Linked DNA regions of Columba livia: region 2 is linked to region 1. The links are chromatin contacts, called in public Hi-C maps. All regions are on one chromosome and are shown on one strand. The core of a region is the stretch at or near the end of the contact, and the rest is flanking DNA. Distances in the headings are between cores, read along the strand shown.

Region 1 (6,118 bases), core at 1,965-4,464:
GCGGGCGCCCCGGCGAGTGCAGCGCCCGCACAGCCGAGCAGAGCCAGAGCTCGGCCTGCCTGGGGCTGGGAGAAGCAGCAGCGGTGCTGTGACAGCGCGCGGGGCTGTGACAGCGCGACAGTGCCACCCGCTGGGCGCGGGGGGAACGGGCACCCTGCGGCCCCGGCGCTGCGGGGGACACGCACAGACCCGCAGCGGCACCGCCCCCGCTGCACTCCCGCCTCCAACGCTTAAACATTGCCATTTGAAATATATTTTAAATTATATATTTGTATGCGTGCATATATAAATTGGATACACATGTTCATTATATACATCTCACACATGTACACAAGTATATGTGGGTATAAATACACATACATGTGCATGCTTATGTACAGCATTTATATACACGTTTTTATATATATATATATACACACATTTTATTTGTGTATACATGCATGTCTACGCATAGAATTTATATACATATACACATATGTTTACGAGTGGATATCTATATAAATTACATGTGCACGTGTATATACATTGCTTCTCCACGCAGTTCATACTATTTACTTCACCTCTCCAGGAGACACAGGCTGGACACTGGCTCCTGCGCCCGCAGCAGATGCACGGGGGGACCCTGCGCCCGGGGAGGGAGCAACGGAGACAGGAGGCGGGGATGGAGACAGGAGGCGGGCATGGAGACAGGAGGCGGGCATGGAGACAGGAGGCAGTTGCCGCATCCCACAGGAAGGCTGTTTTGGGACCTGATCCCCAGGGGTCTGGTTCACACCCATGCCCAGGCAGCTTTGCCAGGAGCAGAGGTTTTTAAAGCCTTGTAATACAGACACGCAGCTGCTACTTCTGCTGGCTGTGCAATACCAAACAAAATACTCTCCTCGTTTAGCTATTCTCTGATGTCAACTAGAAGTGAGCTAACATAGGTGACAGGTGGGAAAGGAAACATGAGCCGCAGTGATCGGCCCAGTGTTCACTTAGAAACACTAATTGTACCAGGGCAGCACTGGTTCGTTCCTGCCCTGTGTGTCTACACATTCCTAATCAGGAGCCTCAAACAGCCCAGCCCCTGAAACCATGTTCAGCTTCCCTTCACCCGCCATGACAAAACACATGCTTTAAAGTACAAAGCTCAGCAGAACATCAAGACCAGCCATTAGCAATGGCGTTTCCTACAGCCAGCCTCCAACAATATCAAGTTTCTGCCATTATCTCGTGTCCAGAAAGTCTAAATTTAGGCTCCCTTGTGAAGTGTTTCCTTTAGAAGCAGAAGATCCCTGCACCTGATGTAAAATACTTGTGTCCCACACTCAACTTTTAGCACTTATTTCAGATAATCTGAACAGTACTGAATATTTACGGAGTAAGAGGGGAGGAAACATTTTTCCTTACTTTTTGCGTTTGGCATTGCCAAAGCACTTTCATGTCCTGATTTTCAGTGTCACTTGATTGCTGGTGCAAGATGCACCATATGATCCCAGTGTGTGACACAGCGAGATCAAGAACAAGCAGCGGTGGCACTTCGTGTCCCATCACTGGAAGCAGCGGCAGAGGAAGGAGAAACTGGCCAACAAGGGGAAGCGGAGGAAGGAGCGGGAAGCCCTGGGAGACAAGGCACCTCCAAAAGCCATACCAAAGACTATGGGAAACCAGAGAGTGTACAACGAAACAACCGTAGATCCCAATGAAGAAGAGGTTGCTTTTGATGAAGCAGCTGATGAATTTGCACCGTACTTCAACAGACAGACAGTTCCCAAGATTCTTATTACAACATCAGACAGACCTCGCGGGAGAACAGTGAGATTTTGTGAACAACTGCAATACCTCACTCACATGTCTGCTATGGAAGAGGACTGGCTTTGAAAAGAATGATTCCACAGTGTATAGCAAGGGACTTCATTGGTTTAATCGTTATTACCGAAGATCGCAAAATACCAAATGGTCTTAAGTTATCTGCCTGATGGTCCAACTGCTCATTTTGGAATGCGTAGTGTCCGTTTGCATAAAGAAATAGAGCGAAAAGGGAAGGAGCCCACAGAACACACACCTGAAGTAATCCTGAATAATTTTACAACACGACTGGGCCATCCCGTTGGTCGCATGCTTGCCTGTCTCTTCCCACACAGTCCTCAGTTCATTGGAAGACAAGTAGCCACATATCACAACCAGCGAGGCTACATCTTTTCACATTCCACAGATGTATCTTCAAAAGTGAAAAGAAAGCGGGAATTCAAGAACTTGGGGCACGTTTTACATTAAAGCTGAGGTCTCTTCAAAAAGGAACCTTTGATTCTAAATTTGGAGAATATGAATGGCTTCATAAGTGCTGAGAAATGGATACAAGTAGAAGAAAATGTGAAGCGTTTGGAGGCAGGAGCCGCGGCCCCGCGCTGGCCCTGGACACGGAGCCCGTGCAGTGGCACCGGGCTGGACGCGGGTGACCCTGCAGCACACCGCGCGTGTACACACAGCGCAGCTGCAACTTGGGGCTGCAGTTTGTTACGGCACCTCGTGAAAGCCCTGATTTCTTGTGCACGTTACCTGGCTTCCCTCTCCCCAGCAGCAACCCGCTGCTGCAGACCCCCCAGCAGCGGCTCCCCCAGGAGCGCTGCGGGTGCTGGAGAACGCTGAGCTCTGGCTGGGGTCTCGTACAGCCAAAGATGGTTTCTAAGCTCTAGTGAAAGAAACCCACAGTTCTCCCCACAATTTTGCACATGCCATCCTCCACCTCAGCCATCCCATAGCCCAGCAGCACACAAAAGCGGTCTGTCGTGAGGATTGGTGTGGTAAATTGCACAGTGGCTCCAGCCTGTGTCTCATACAGGTTTAATAGCCTTCAGGATTTGGAATACGTATGATTTTAAACAGCAGCTTTCCTCCTGGAAAATACCCAGAGCTTCCCTTCTGGCTGGCCCTGCGCATTCACCTGCACTGTTGTCCCACCACAGAGATAAGGGCTGGGACAGGAGGAGCTATGGGGGACAGGAGGCGCTATGGGGGACAGGAGGCGCTATGGGGGACAGGAGGCGCTATCGGAGTGAAGCACAGGCACTGGCAGTGGGGAGATAGTGGGTACCCTGCTCTCATCACCCCACTGGGACAGGGTGACCCTGAGAGGGTGCTGGTCACCTGATCGGACCAGCGTGGAGTGGTGGGGATGGGCTTCACAGCCAGCTCAGCCGTGCCCCTGCTCAGCAGGGCTTCGGTGGCAGCCCCAGCCCCCTGCTCTTTGGGAGCAGCCCAGCGCCAGCTGCCTGACACGCTCAGCTTTACCGAGCACATCTGCACACGGAAAGGCCATGTCAGCCCTCGGCAAAAAGCCACGTCACGGCCAGTAGGTAAGGCAGCAAGCATCCTGCCTGCAGTGGTTACCAACTGCTTTCACAGGCCAAGGAGTCTGCAATGAGAAAAAACAAATCCCAAAGCAGCAAACCGAAGGTCTCTGAGCAATAACTGTGTGCCCCACAGGAGCGCTCAGCAGACCGGACGTGCTGGAGACGCTGTGCAGAGCTGTGCTGGTTTCGCTCTGATCAGATGAGGATGAGGCTGGTTTTTGCAACTGGTGATAACAGCATTTTGCAAGCACGACGAAAATGTGTGGTAAACCCCAGGCGGACCGGAGCAGCCTGTGCGCACAAACCATGCAACACGGGTTTTCAGCAGAGTCAGGCTGAGGGCTTTAACCCCGCCGTGCCTGTCCCCTGCAGCACGGGGACAGCCCTGCCGCCCGCGCCTGCCCTCAGACACCTCCTGGGTTTCGGCTGCGCTGCCTCGTGGTGACCCGGTGTGGGTGGCCCTGGTGCCACGGGGACAGGGAAACCCCACCGCTGGGGGCTGAGCACGGCAAAGCGAAGGGCACACTCGCTCGCTGGGGAACAGCCTCGCCAGCCGCTGCCCAATGCCTTGCAGCGGGCGAGCAAAAGAGTCGAAAACAGTGTCCTTACTGCCTGTGAACTGCTTTGTATCGGTAAAATCATTACAGCAGCGTAGCCAACTGCTCAGTTGTCCCACTAGTTTGCTTTCTGCTCAGAACACCGCGACACTGAAGTATCCTTCGCACCTACTGCTCGTTCCTAAAATACACATTATACCTGGATTAATTGAGGACGTCTGCGCTGGCATGGGGAGCGGCTGTGCACCCTGCCCTCGGTCCAGCTGCTGAGGGACTCATCTGAAAGAAAAGATGCCAGCATTTGAAAGAACAAACAGGATAAAGCCAAAGGCGAGTCACCATGACCCAGAGCCCAGGCACATGCTGATTAGCTCAGTTCCCCTCCCTTAAATGGTTTATTTCTGCTAATCAAGAAAGGTTGACAGAAAACAGATCTGGTCGCAGTAACTTGCTGCGGTGCTGATACAGGATGCGTGCAGGCTGGTAACACCTCTTATTGGTGTCGCATTTTGACTGAGAACTAGAATAATCTAAAGGGTAATGTAGCACTTTGTGGCAAAACTGGTCAACCCATGGGTTTGAAAACAAGTTCTAAGTCATGAACCAGCATCAAGTATACACTTTGTCAGAGAATAATTTTCCTCTTTCCTCTTCAAAATGTCACATTTTTAATCAATAACCTGGCCAAAACCAGCACAATTAACACAGAATCAAGATCCTGTCTCCAGAGCTGGGCTCACCGGACACACAGTAAGTGTTTTGTTACAGACAAATCTGAAAATCACAGCCAAAGATGCGACAGACTCAGGGACGTGACATGGCAGTTGGACCCATCCTGGGGGGCGTGATAGACCCTCATGGAACTAACAGGGCTCACCTAATCTATGATGGCACGTCCCATTCTGGTGTCCCCAACGCCTCCCCCGCAGAGAGCTGCACAGGAGCTTCTCCGCTGCTGGGGGTGACGCACACCGCAAGGACAAAGCCAGGACAACCCACCAGGTCTGCTCCACATCACCAGCCCTCATGGGACACCCCCGCTTGCCAGCAAACCAACAGGGCCATGAGTGCACGGCAACATCACAAATAACACTCAGCTGCTTCACAGTCACAACCACAGGTGGCACGAGCAGAAACAGACCCCAAAAAGAGACACAGAGCCTGTAAAATCCTTTATGGCAAGACCAGCTGAGACCAGTCAGGCGCGCAGACACTGAACTGTATTTTAAATGAAACACTGTGTTTAGGGGACCTTTTCTACAATTGCACATACTTTTCAAGGTCTGTGGTGAGATTATTAGAGGTTTCTGTCACAAGTGAGAAGTCACAAACCACGCAGGGCAAAAGGTACCTTGAGACCACCACTGGATCCACGAGAAAGCCTCTCACCTGATGGGCACCCACAACAAACACACCAAAAATACCCTTTGGTGGGACACGGTTAAACCATAATTAAACCTAATCATCTGGACGCCTGAGACATGGGCTGCTGTAGCCTACTGCTCTCATGCCATATTTTTTCTAGTTATTGGCTAAACCAACTTTGAGATTTATTCCTCAAAACAGCTTCAGTTATCCGCGAGGAGCACAGAGGCAAGAAAGGTCAGTCGCTTACTAAGCAAGACACTGGCAGCTCTGGGTATCCTTTCCTTCCCTTTGTGGCAAATAAGGGCGACCAAAGCTGGCCAAGAAATTTGTGCTATTCCCCAGTTTCAAGCCTCAGAAATTAATGCTCTTGGACTTCTCTTTTGTTTGCTTGCTATCTCCTTGGGGAGTCTCTAGGACACTTTGGAGGTTTCAGATAAGATTATGGCCAATTACAAAGGGAAGAAAGAGTTCATCTCTCAGTATCTTTTTGGACAAACAATCTGAGGCAAACAAGGTTTAGCAACTTCTCTGGGCTTGCAGGGCTTGGTATCCCAATAATTCACCCTGATGCTGTAAACCTGAAATGCAGCCCAGCCAGTTTTCTGGCGTGGCAGCATCTTATCTGCCCGACCCCTCGCTCCTGCTGGCCAACCCAACAGCCGACCTTTTCATTGCAATCTGCCTACGAAACGCTGTCAGGATGATGCGATTTCTTACCCTTTTGTCGCGCCCATTGTAGCTGTGAGCAGCCACCAGCTGCCTCGCACCCCCACTGCGTCAGTGTCCCCGCGTGTCTGCTCTGTGACCCTCGGGCTTTGCAAAACACATCTGCTCATCTGCTGAGTGGTGAACGGGCCC
Region 2 (6,118 bases), core at 1,179-3,678, 110 kb before region 1:
ACTGTTCAATAAGAATATGCTATTTTTCAGACTCAATATTTCAATAAGATTTTTCCTAAATTAGGTGTCGCAGTTTGAAAGGACAGTGTGTCATTCACTGCAATATGTGGGCTACATGTATTTTTTTAATGTATGTTTTAATTTTCATTTTTAAGTGCAAGTCATCGTCTGAATGAGAGAGAATTTTAATGTTTGCTGAAATGAACCTTTCTGCTGATGCACAGTTGCCTCCAGATGATGATTTTGTCTTGGGATACTGGTGTGAAATGTGAGGGTGATTATTGAGGCTGTTAATGGACTGCAGATGGTTTGGCAAGAGCAGAATTGATGTCTCCAGTAGCTGCTACAATGCAGATCAATAAATAATTTTTAAAAGGATGATTTTTTTTTTTTACTTTTGTGCAGATTAATCTTTGAAATCTTGAGCATGCCGACCTGAACCGTTGTCCTTTAGAAACGGATGCATTCCTTCAAGTATCTAACGCAGCAGTAATTTTTTAACAGGCCGCACTCCACAGACAGCGCCACTCACAGGAAGATGACGCTGTCTCTGGCAGATAGATGTTCAAAGACCCAGAAGATCCGTATTTTACCAATGGCAGGTCGCGATCCCGAGTCTCAGCGCACAGAAATGATTAAGGTACCGTGACATGGAACTCTCCTATCTGCTGATTTAATCTGAAAAATTGCAACTGTAAGATAGTTGGATGTTTCTGAACATTTTATGACCTTAGGAAAAACAAGACGTATTTTGGAGTTACAGACAAGAGTTCTTAGCCATGGGTGCAGTTTGCGTAACCTTACGGATTGCAGAAAAATTGGAATATGAACAATCTTTACACTGCTGCAAAATTGTTTCAGAAGCTTTGGTAGAATACACGGTGCTCTTGAGTATTTTTTTCTCAGTCTTGATGTAGTGCTCCTTCCTTTGGGCAGAAAGAAGAGGAGAGGTTGAGAGCTTCCATTCGCAGAGAGTCTCAGCAGCGGAGAATGCGGGAGAAGCAGCATCAGCGCGGTCTGAGTGCAAATTATTTAGAACCTGATCGCTATGATGAAGAGGATGAGGGCGATGATGCAATCAGTCTAGCAGCCATCAAAAACAGATACAAAGGTGGCATCAGAGGTAATAGTAACACATAACAACACATAAGTAGGGCCTGTGTGATTCAGATGGATGAATTTCACAGCAGGGTTCCTGGTAAGATTGTATTCTGTCAGTTCATTTCATAAATGAGACATGAATTCAGTTGGCATAAACTTCGTTTGTTCAGTCTGGGGTTAGATTCCTCTGGCTTTTGTGGGACTAAATGTAAGAGAATTCTTTTTCATGTTCTGTCTTCCTCACTGATTTCAGATCCAGAGAAACATTAGTCTTTTCATTTTTCTCTGCAGAGGAACGTGCTAGAATCTACTCTTCTGACAGCGACGAGGGCTCAGATGAAGATAAAACACAAAGGCTGCTCAAGGCAAAGAAACTGACTAGTGACGAGGTAAGAAAAGGGGTTTGTTCTTAAGCTGTTCGTTTTCAGTCAGGAACGTTTCCTGCACTAAATCGAGTTTTTCAAACGGAGACTTTTGTGGTTTCATCTCTGTGATGAATGTATTGTTTGACTTGGCCTGCTTTCCGTGGTAATTAGTCACTGATTTTCTTATACGCTGCATTAGTTCATAGACCTGAGTGATTCCCGAAGGAGATCGGTATTGTTATTCCTGCTTTAAAGATGGCAGAATTTATGCAGAGTTATGTAAAGTGACTTTAACTAAAATTACGCAAGGAGTAAGAAGACTTAATATTGGAATCCTAGTGTAGTGTTGTCTCCTAAGACAAGTGGTCCTCTCCTGTTTATTATGGAAACAGCAAAAGAGTCTTTTTAAATAGAAGAGCTAAAAAGGTGAATGTCATTGCTAACCAGACGTTATCCATCACCCACGTAGCATCCTACACATTAGGCCATGATCAAGTTAGCCGTTAGCTACAGCAGAAGGGCTGTTTCCTCTTCTAAAGTTGTGGTTTATTGGTTTGTAATTCATCACTGCTGGGTGTAAGCAAATGAATTTTTGTGTGCATCAATTAATTTTTCTTTTAAAGACACAGATTCTGACCTTTTATTATCCATTGAGGAAAATGGAATGTTTTGGGAAGTGTGACAGTAATCCTGGAGGCGGAGTAATCCAGAGGCGTGTAGACAGAGCTGTGGTTTGTGATCTCTGCTGGTAGAAACTGAATTGTTTGTAAGACACTACTAGTTGTTAGTGATATAGCAAGGTCAGGACTTTGCAATCCCAGTCTCTTAGAAGAAAAGCTCGAGCTTTCTCTGCTGCTGGCGGAGCCGTAGCCTCCATTTTACAATGCCCGGACTTTCAGGTAGTATTCCCAGCAGGGCCACGCAGGGGTGCTGCAGGTTTAGGAAACCCCCAGCAGTGCACGGCTGGTACTCGCAGTCACCGCCTCCAAGTGTGGCGTTGGGATGTGCGTCCGCACACGTGAAACACGGACTTGTTGTACAGGGACCTGCTGGGATGTGCTGTCAGTCAACGACACAGCACAACCTTTGTCCTCATAACCATTTGCTGCCGTTACTGAAACATTGATCTGTTATTAACACACTTTATCAGCACGGGGCAAGTAGTTCTACTGTTGCTGTAGTTCATGGGGATATTCTGCTAAACAGGAAGATGAATCATGTAACAGTAGCCCAGCGAGATCACAAGAGAGTGCTTGTTTTGGGGAAGAAGCTGTCATTGAGATTCCCTCCCCTGCTAACTTCTGTTGTCCATGCTTAAAATTCCTTCCTGACAGAGATTCTTACTGTACTAACCTAATACGTTACTGTAGAAGAAAATGCTCGAATAAAAAAGTTATTCATTGCAGTTCTGATACTCTAATAATTCATTACAGTCCTGAAACTTGATCTTGCTTGCTTCTTCAAATCCAAGTAATGCGTGTTGCTTTAAAAACCAAAACCAACAAATGGAAAAAGGGATGAGGTTTCTTAGACCCGAGGATATTTTTAAAGATACTCTTCTTTTTAAACAATAATTGAGTTACCGCTTGTTTTTCATGTCAAAATTGGTGAGTTTTGAATTAACAACTAGTGATTTGTAGTTTGATTAAATGCTTTTGTAGCATTCTGATTTAAAATGTTGTTTGGAAGGATGAGTTAAACCGAACCGGTATAAATGCACACGGAATAAAAATCAACCTGTTGACTCTCTCTTTCGGTGCTAAAAATTGAGCATCCAACCTATGGAAGTCATTATGTTATTGCTTGCAAACAGGTAGTTACCTCAATGATCCGAGTTCCTTTGACCAGCTCTTTGACGCCTCCTGAGCTGCTGGACTTGGGCTGTAAACCGTGTGCTGGCTGAACTCGAAGAACCGATGCACAAGCGATCCTGCAGCACGGAATGGAGAAAGCAGAGCCAATAGTTGTGCTTTTCTCCCAAGAAAGAATCTGAGATCTTTTTGTTGTTCTTCCGAGTTTATTTTAGATTGAAGTATCTTGAGGTTCTTTATTTTGCCTTTTTTTTTTTGCCTTTAGGAAGGTGAACCTTCTGGGAAGAGAAAAGCAGAGGATGATGACAAAGCAAGTAAGAAGCATAAAAAATATGTGATCAGCGATGAAGAGGAAGAAGATGACGATTAGTATTGAGGAAGAACAAAAGTTGATTTCTTTTTTATATATATATTTATATATATTGTACAGTTCTCTTACAACAAAGATGTAAGTAACCATAATTGGGTTATTTTGATAAATGAAAATTCCCCTGAAGTCGGTGGTTTTGGTGTGAATAAAGATTTTTGACTTCCCTTTGTTTTTTCAGATTTTCTCCTGTTGCAGTAGCTGTTGCCCCCTGGATCATCACAGTGCCATGCTTTTAATCTTACACAGTACATTTCAGTTTCGTGAATTGGTGTAACTGGTTATCCAAGTGAATTCATCAGTGGTTTTCACTGGGTTCATTAGGAGAAACCGTTCTAATCTTTCTAGAACGCTTAGAGGCTGAGTTTGCCTGACGGTGTGGCGATGCAGCTCGCCCTTTGTGTGGAAGGGCTGGAAGAATATGTGAGCGCTCCAGTACAGTTCTTTTTTCCTACATGTTCCTTGTTTCCTGTGGACAGTCCATTACTATGCTGGTGTATTTTCATGGCTGAAAATACTGCTTTGTATTTGAGTAAACTGAGAATCCTGCGGTTGGAATAGTTAAGCGATCATGTAAGACATTTATTTTTCATGCATCGAAGCCCAGAACAAAAATGTGTGTGTTGCCTGAGCGTTAATCATAAGAATGACAGGCACATGCTGATGGAAATGGGAGTAAAAGCACTTACTTAAACAAAACCACGAAATTTCTACCAGCAGAGATGGAAGCTTCCTTTAAATGAACCACAATGCAAAAATATATCCTAACAATAGTGTCTCATAATTTCATATAATCCCTCTGGTGCAATTTCCTATTGATCCTGGTTGGTTTGATAAGTAGGTTTGTGTAGCTGGAAGGTCACTGGAGGAGAATGTTCTGGACAGAATCTTTGCTGCTTTTAGACTGTTTTAAACACCTTCTGTGAGGGTGCAGTACCAGTTGCAATGTGTGGAAAGGCTGGAAGAAATACCTGAACCTTTCCACACTTCTTTCAAGAGGAAATATCCCGTATGTGGTTTCTCCCCTTGGTGAGGGAACATTCAGGTGGTGTCTGTGTTGCTTTTTTAACAGGCTTTGCACACAGTCCTGCAGATTTTCTAAAGGAAAGAAACCAGAACTAGCTTAATGCCTCTTTAGACAAAACCATTGGCCACCATTGGTCAATGCCTCTTTAGACAAGACCATATCCACCATTGCTGTGGATAGTTTATGATGTGGATTCGTGTAATGCAAGATGAAATAAAGTAGCTGACAGTTGTGTAACAAGGACTGTTACCCGGTGCAAGTGCTCCACAGTGCGCACTTTGCTCTCCTGACATTCCCTGGTTTTTGAGATAGAGCTTTCGACCTGGACGTCATGCCGTTGTCACCTTTAGTCAGGCCAGTAGTTTGTGCATCTCTCCTGCAAGTATGAAAGCAAAGTGCAAAATTCCATCTCTGATGTCTGAGTGTGTGAGAAACTGTTCTTTTTTTTTTCCCTCTAATTAAATTGTTACCTAAGAGTTCCTGCGCCTCGTTAATGTGTAGATAAAACCTTTCTCCATCTGCTGGAATTCTCTCCCTGTGATCCTTAGTTTAGCCGTGTGCTGGCAGGCGGGCTCTGACGCGCGTTCCCTGCCGTGCGCGAGCGGCCGGGGGGCAGCCGGAGCTCAGACAGGGACCCGTCCTGCCCGGGGTGACGTGCTGTACCTTCACCTGAAAGCCTGCCAGGTGCCTCCTAAACAACACATCTGGCACATGGAAACCCAGCACCATTTCACTGGTAATGCGTTTGCTTTTATGTCACTTTAACTGAAGTGTTGGGTATTTTTATTTTTACTAAACCCCTAAGAGTGCAAGTGTTTTAATCACTTTCATAGGTCTGATGCTGACTAAACCTTTACTAATAAGCCGTCTGCTTTAGCTTCCAAAAGTGGATTACAAAGATGAAAAGAAGCCATTTTTTACACTGTCTTCTTTTGTAAATTGCTCTTTCAAAGTCTTATTTAAATGTGGAATTTTGGAAAGTGTTTCCTCAGCTCAAATTACTTTAGCAATCATCTTGTAATTAAAGTCACTTGAATGAACTTAGCCTTATCCACACTATTTTCTTTTTAGTTGTTGATGTATGGTTTCATTTCGCCTAAAGACAGGTTTTGCTCTTTCTTTTCCCAGCCTCCAAGTACGAGAGAATTACTTGCAATGGTTTAATTTTACCCAAATTAAAAATATGAAGACAAAGGAAAGAGAATGTGGATTGAGCTGTGTTGACTCTTGTACTGACTGGTCGGAACGCTCCTTCCACAAGGGCATGATTTGAACTGTGTGAGTGCTAGATCTGGCTAGTGCCAGGGTGTAGGGTAAACTCTCTTGTGACAGTTACTGGAAGCTGTTCTTGCCTATTTAGTTTTGTTGTGTCGAGTATATCCTCCAGCTGTATCCCAGGTTCCAGTTGTTGATGTGGAGTTTTCTTCCTAGTACCGGTAGCATTTTC

The links. Hi-C and Micro-C count contacts between places; a contact is called where the count stands out from the background.
Region 2: a contact with region 1 is called in a Hi-C map of liver, with 5 times the contacts expected there. The contact joins two enhancer-like sites. A contact is called at or near these places in 2 of 2 Hi-C or Micro-C datasets (crop and liver).

The regions. Positions count from the first base shown.
Region 1 is chr11:1,056,332-1,062,449 of bColLiv1.pat.W.v2, reverse strand. It overlaps the pseudogene LOC102090015. Among named protein-coding and RNA genes, the nearest start is that of BCL2L10, 22 kb to the right of the region's middle. Within about 2 kb of position 3,214, at least 1 of the 3 cell types and tissues checked has an H3K27ac peak away from gene starts, as active enhancers do.
Region 2 is chr11:1,166,516-1,172,633 of bColLiv1.pat.W.v2, reverse strand. It overlaps LEO1 (LEO1 homolog, Paf1/RNA polymerase II complex component), which reads left to right. Exons shown (of 13, transcript XR_010475317.1): 9 at 505-640; 10 at 937-1,123; 11 at 1,393-1,490; 12 at 3,543-3,725; 13 at 5,800-6,118. It overlaps MAPK6 (mitogen-activated protein kinase 6), which reads left to right and starts at 5,273. Exons shown (of 7, transcript XM_065076409.1): 1 at 5,273-5,407. Within about 2 kb of position 2,428, at least 1 of the 3 cell types and tissues checked has an H3K27ac peak away from gene starts, as active enhancers do.